2 separate regions of the Triticum aestivum genome follow, and region 1 is linked to region 2. Evidence: chromatin contacts called from public Hi-C data. All regions are on one chromosome and are shown on one strand. Each heading gives the region's core, a stretch centred on a gene start, on an enhancer-like site or on the middle of the called end of the contact. The rest is flanking DNA. Distances are from core to core; before and after follow the strand shown.

What was found. Hi-C and Micro-C count contacts between places; a contact is called where the count stands out from the background.
Region 1: a contact with region 2 is called in a Hi-C map of leaf, with 5 times the contacts expected there. The contact joins the enhancer-like site here to the promoter of LOC101290676 in region 2. A contact is called at or near these places in 4 of 5 Hi-C or Micro-C datasets (leaf and an unstated tissue) and 1 of 1 datasets of contacts at active chromatin or transcription factors (leaf).

Annotation. Positions count from the first base shown.
Region 1 is chr5B:606,983,225-606,986,770 of IWGSC CS RefSeq v2.1, forward strand. No RefSeq gene overlaps it. Among protein-coding and RNA genes, the nearest start is that of LOC123117117, 280 kb to the right of the region's middle. Within about 2 kb of position 1,452, at least 3 of the 8 cell types and tissues checked have an H3K27ac peak or open chromatin away from gene starts, as enhancers often do.
Region 2 is chr5B:606,680,977-606,684,206 of IWGSC CS RefSeq v2.1, forward strand. It overlaps LOC101290676 (SKI family transcriptional corepressor 1), which reads left to right and starts at 1,445. Exons shown (of 1, transcript XM_044534874.1): 1 at 1,445-3,093. The coding sequence starts at 1,977. The coding sequence ends at 2,867.

The DNA.
Region 1 (3,546 bases), core at 202-2,701, 300 kb after region 2:
ACTCCATGGTTGGAGTACTTCAGAACAGATAGAGCGGAAGTGACAGCTAACAGTCCCAGGTAAAAAGTTTAACTGATCGTGCATGCAGCTGAACCGGGGCCTCATGCCGGTGAAATGAGAAGCATAACGACAACGGATGAGGCAGAATATGAGATAGTAAACTAGCATACAGTCAAAAGTGTCCTTATGCTCCTGAGCTCAAATGAGCTTGGTGAACAGTAGAATAGAAAAAATTCAAAAAAAAACTGATTTCTTTGTGGCGAATATTAACAAAAGTTTCAAATGCTTGCAAAAATTCGCCATGGAATCACATTTCTGTAAGGCGTGAAAAAAAATCAGTGATCGAAAATGCTTTTGAAAGTAGCATTTTCAGAGTACTGATTTATTTTTTCTACGACTTTTAGGAATGTGATTCATGAAGAATTTTTGCAAGCACATGGAACTTTTGCGTGATGTGGGACACATTTGACGTGATGTGGGACTCGAAGAAGTTCGGACAAAATGCGTACAGCTTCATGATCCAAAGGAAGCGCTTCAAACTCTGCTCCAAGGTAATGAAGAAAGAAAAGCTATGTGTGCTGCTTTGATCTGGTCCTGGTGGGGTGCCAGAAACAAGCTAAGGGCTGAGAGAAGAAAGATTGATCTTGCTGCGTTGGTCTGGAGAGTTCGTAAAACGGCAGGAGAATTCCTTAGTTTTTTGGAGCAGTCAAGAAACCAACAGTACGGGCTACTGTATGTTGGCGAAAGCCACCACTAGACCACCTTAAAATAAATGTTGACGGCAGTTTTAACAAAGAGAACTCGGTTGGAGGCTGGGGGTATGTGATACGGGACTCTAATGGAGATGTGGTATCGCCGGAGCGGGGCGACTGGAGCATGCCCAGGATGTTTTACATTCAGAAGCTGAAGCCTGTGTGCAGGGGTTATACAAGGCCCAAGAGCTCGGATGAGTGAGATAATGATGGAATCTGATGCGTTGCAACTGGTCCAAGCTATCGACACGTCAAAGTATGACTTGCCTCCTAATGGAGTGCTCTTTAGGGAGATTAAAACTTTTGTTTCTTTGAATTTTAGTTCCTTCCAAATCGAACACTCCCTCGGCCTGTAATAATGCCACAGACGCTCTTGCGCTGTTCGGGTCGAAGATGGGGCAGGTACCCCCAGCCATATGGTCGGGTGCTGTCCGTACCTTTGCCCGGGGTTTTGTTGCCAGTGATCTTGCTCGGCAAGTTGAGTAATGGAATGAAAGTTTCCAGTTCAAAAAAAAAAAAAAATACCAGTGGGGGTAAAACCTCCAGCGAGATGCATGTTAGTGTCCCTACAGGCGACATATAACATTTGCAGCCTATGTGCATTTCGTTAACTGGTGCTGAAGGCGGTCTTAGCAGGGCCGGCCCATATAGCACTTTATTCCGTAAAATCCCCAAAAAATGCAGCGCCCGGATTGGAGGGAGCTCCTAAGTGGCGCCTTCAGTGCCCCCTTGAGGAACGGGCGCACACTCCGCTTCTGCGCTGGGCCAGCCCATGTAAAGGTGAGCCCTTCATTCCCCCTTGGTCGCTCGGTTCCCCCTGTCCCTGCTCCCCTCCCCCCCCCCCCCCCCCCCCCCCGGCGCTCGAGCACAACTGACCGCTTGCTAAAAGGTTGACTTTTCAAAAAAATAGACAAATTCGCACTAATATAAAAAATAGTGATTTCAAACAAGTTCACGGTTTAAAAAAACGTTCACAAACTTCAAAAAAGTTCAGAAATTGAAAAAAGTTCTTTGATTTGAAAAACAGTTCTTCAAAATAAAAAAAGTTCATCAAATTTGAAAAAAAGCTCATTGGATTTGAAAAAAAAGTTTGTCTATTTCGAAAAAAGTTCACAAAAATTAAAAAAGTTCATCAAGTTTAAGAAAAGTTCATTGTTTTTGAAAAAATAAACAATAAAATTAAAGAAAAGAAAGGAAATTAAAAGGGAAAAGCTTAGCTTCAACTGGCTGATGCGCGCGCGAGCGTCCGGCGCTTGCGTAGCCGTTAGATCAAATCCTGATCAAGGGCCACAAGGCAGTCCCGTGCGACGAGTCATTTTCTTGCAATAAGGGTCTTATTTCAGTTGATTTCTGCAACACATGACTAGTTTCAGAAAGAAAGAAAAAACGATTCGGTGGTGAAGTTTTTTTTTCTGCAACTGGGGTCTTGTTTCAAAAGATTTCTGTAACATTTCTTTTGTTTCAAAAAGAAAAGAAATGTTTCTGTTGTGAAGGTTTTTCTGCAAGAAGGGTCTTGTTTCAGAAACATAGCCCGAGTTACAGCACCGCAAGAGCGCCCGACATTAGAGAGTGAGTGGTCAGAAACATAGCTCCGGTTGCAGAAAACGTCGAAGAAGCGTCACGCGTGAGAGGTCGCCGCTGTCGTGCTCGATTGGAGCTAGCAGCTGCTCGCAGCGCTGAGGCGGAGGAGGAGCAGCAACTCCGACGAGCACGACAAAGACTAGTTCCCCGGCGCGCCGGCGGCAGGGATTTGGCGGTTGTGAGGGGATTTTGTTTCCGAAACTGAGCGGCTGTTGCAGGAAGTAGGGAGGTGGTCACGCGCGTGCGATGGTTAAATCAGACGGCTGTCAGGGCGCTCATCCAACGGTGCTCCATGCGGCGGATGTTTCTAATACATCCGCCGGAAGACGCGACGCCCAAATTAAAAACCAAACTAACAATCAGGAAAAAACGGCTTAAGGGAACAGAATGAATAATAAGTGGGCCAAAACGGATGTTGACACAAGCGGTGAAGTAGTCGAAGTGGTTACTGTCTTAGTGGCGAAAGAAAGAAGTCTCGAGTTCGAATCGTCATGTCACACTTTTTTAGAAATTAACAGAAAAAGACGTAAACATGGAAAAAATGGACTGGCCCAAAAAGGAGGGAGGGGTGTGCGCCCGCCGACGCATGTATCGGGCGCAACGGTCGCCGGAATGCCCGGATTGGAACTTGAAACCTACCCGTTCAAGAGCAAGCGACAAACCACTACGCTATCAACGAGTTCGTGAAACGCTTCCTGTTTTTCTTATTATATTTATTTCTTCAGTTCGTGGGTCTTTTTCTGAAAGTTTTATTCTTTTATTCTATCTTTTCCTTTTTTTCATAAATGCACGGATTCTTTTCAAATTAATGAACTTTTTCTTCAGCAATGATGAACCTTTTTTTTTTCAAATCCATAAACTTTTATTCAAACTCGTCAACTTTATTCCAAATTTTTGAGCATTTTTCAAATGTGTGAACTTTCTTTAAAAAATGATGAACTTTTTTTAAAATCATTTTTCTTTAAATTGAATGAACTCCTTTGCAAATTCGATGAACTTATTTCAAATTTTTTAACTTTTCCCAAATTTAGTGAACTTTTTTAAAAATGGGTGAACTTTTTTTCAAAATTTGTGAACTTTTTTGCCAAATGGATAAAAAATTTCAGATTTTCTAAACTTTTTTTGAAAAATTTAACTATTTTAGATAAAAATCAAAATTGATGAACTTTTTGGAATTGGATCTATTATTTCTTCAAATTGATGAACTTATTTT
Region 2 (3,230 bases), core at 195-2,694:
GCATGGAAAGCTAGCTAGCTGTGAATGAGACACTAGCAGTTAGTTTATTACGGACAGCAAGTTCCAAGGACCAGTTGAGCCAGTGAGACGTGAGGTGAGGGTGAGATGGCCAGATGGGCCTGGTTACAATCTCTCCACGTCCACTTTCCGGAACGCCAAAAACCAAAATTCGCCCATACACAAGAAGAAATTCACATTCACTTTGATGAGTTGGAAACCTGTCCTTTCCGGACGGAAACTCGACGGGCGCGTCCCTGTTTTGGACAAAAGCGTGAGGCGGACGTGACAGCGCGACGGATCCAACCAGATCTCTGTGAGGTGAGGTGAGGGTGAGAAAAATCGTGTCGCTGCTGCACCAGCTGCCCTTGTTTTTTCCTCTGTCACGGTTCAAGGGGGTAGCAACATCAGGCCGGGTCGCCGCGGTGACACTCACTAGTTTAGTTTAATGGGAGCTGCTACATCTACTACATGTGACCATCGCTGTTTAGGGTGGGGAAAGTGGCGGTATCAATGACTTGAAACTAGACTAGACGTTGGTTCCTTCTCTAGAAGTGGAAAGTGGCACATGGCTGGACTGCATGCAGCCACTGATGATAAATTAATACTATTGCTACTATACTTTGCCGGCCATGTTCCGCAACAGAGATAAATACGTACGGTATGCTTTATCTACCAGTAACTCGTTGTTGTTTGGATCCGTCTGGTGGAGATCATCATACTAAGTTCGTTGCTCTCCGTCTGTAACTTAATATAAGACGGTTTTTGACACTATGGTACGTCTAATATTAAGAAGTTGCAGAGGGAGTGTTTGTTTAAGTTGCTCTGTCTGTAATGCGCTTTACTGAGACGTGGAAGTACGTCCTTGCTCTGCAAACCAACTACTCCTGAACTGGGTGGGCACGCGGGTTAGCGGCGGACTTGTTCGTTTAGTGCCTTAATTACCAGGAGGACTTGATGCTAACGAGCAGCACGGGATCCTTCTTTTTATGAGTTCCGTACCGAAAGATGAGTGGAGTAAACCCCAATCCCTCCTTTTGAATTCCTGCATTCCAGTTCGAGCTATGGTTGCACTAGTCGGGTGGGCAGGCCTGGGCTGTCGACAACTCCAAATATAGCACGAAACCGATAGCCCGAAGGGTGCCACACAGAGAGACGCTTTCGGATTGAACTGACGACGAACCCCCTCCTGGCTCCTGTGCCCTGTCGCGGCGGCAGCGTTGCTCCTGTAGCTGGACTACACACCTCACTCCGCCAACCAAAAAATAAAAATAAAATAATGGCGTGCTGCGTGAAACAAACGAGTGCGCACGCAGCCCCCCAATGGCGCGCCACCGTGTGGCCGTGGCCTCCCATGGCCGCCCAATCCTATTTACGCCGGGGCCCCGCCCACTGGGCGCGAGCATATATTCGCGCCACCACCGTCGCGACGGACTAGCCACCACTGCGCTGGCGAGCCACCGGCCGGAGCCAACCAGTTGCTTGCTGCCTGGCCTCCTTTTCCAAGTCCTCTCTTTTCTCCCACTCGTGTGTGCGTGTGTGTATACTAGACGTGGTACCGTAAACAGAATCCCACTACAGTTTAGCATTTGTGGTAGTACTACAGTTTAGCATTTCCAAGTGAGAGTCGTAGGGCTGAGACCGAGAGCATATAAATTATTAGTAGCGGAAAGGGGGCAAAAGAAAGAAAGAAAGGAAATGGCGCACTCGGCCAGCCACAGTAGTACACTAGAGTGGTAGCCCCCGGTTAGCTAAACGAAACTGCTGCTGCTGCTGCTGCTACTCTTCTCCTGCGTCGTTGCCATATATAGAAAAACAAACCCTCGCCTTTCTCCTGGGCCAAACCATACATTCCACTCCAGTGCACGCACGCTCTCCCGCTCGCTTCCCCCTCCCTCTCTCCCCCTTTGTGGATATAATCATATCCTTTCCCACGACGTTTGTTTAATCGCGTCGCCCGCCGCCGCCGCCGCCGCCACATGGACATGGACTCGCCCCCTGTGCCCGTGCCGATGCCGCCGCCCAAGCGGACCGACCTCTCGCTCACGCTGGCGCCCGCGGCGCAGTCCGTCGCCGAGGCCGATGGGGGCGCCGGGGCGGCCGGCGATGGCGCCTGCACCGACGGCAAGGACGTGCGCCTCTTCCCCTGCCTCTTCTGCAACAAGAAGTTCCTCAAGTCGCAGGCGCTCGGCGGCCACCAGAACGCGCACAAGAAGGAGCGCAGCATCGGCTGGAACCCCTACTTCTACATGCCGCCCACCTCCTCCGCGCACCTCCACGCCAATGCCGCGCCGCCCAACTCGTCCGGCGCCACGGCCTCGGGGCCCTACGCCGGCTCTGGCGCTGGCGGCGGCGGCGGCGGCGTGGGCTCCACCGTGCCTGGCGTGGCCGCGGGCGGCGCGGCGCACGCCTACGCCAGCCGTGCCTACGCGGCCTTGCCCACGACGTTCCCAATCGCGTCCCACAGCTCCATCATGGTCGGCTCCGACCGGCTCCAGTACTACGCGCCGCCACAGGGCGCGGCGCCGACATCGGCGGCGGCGGGCGACCTGTACAGCGGCAGCGGCAGCGGCATGCAGCAGGTGTCCCGCTTCGCCGAGTACCAGCAGCAGCTCCTGGGCGGCGCGGCCGTCAGCAGCAGCAGCGAGCGCGCGATGATGTCCGCGGCCGAGCAGCCGGGCGCCGGGCGCGACGAGCTGATCGACATGCTCAACTGGAGGCGGGGCTGCCACGGGCCGACCGCCTCGGCGGCCGCCACCACCCCGTCGCCGGCCAGCACCACCACCACGCTCACCTCCGGAGGCGGCAGCAACTACTACAACAACGGCGAGGATGCCGAGGAGGAGCTGGACCTCAACTTGAGCCTGTAGCAGCAGCGGTGAGCTCGCCGGCCGGCGCTGCCTCCAATCCAAGTCCAAGTCCAAGACCAAGACAAGGTTAATCCATGGCCACGTAGTACCTCTACCCTACAACTCCTATTCGGCTGTTCATGTCCCCTACCGCCCTTCACCCCGACGTACGTAGTACCGCACGCCCGCCAAGATTAGCTGTTTTTAATTAGAGAAGAAGAAGAAGAAGATGTTAATTAATTAATTAGTTCCTCGGTCGACCCTCCTTCAGTCAGTCTCGTGTGTGTTGATGCTGCTAGCAGTGACGAGCTGTGCTCCTCCTTGTAATCGTGCTCTTGAATTTCACCCCCCCCCCCCCCCCCCCCCCTGTTCGTCTGTTCATCT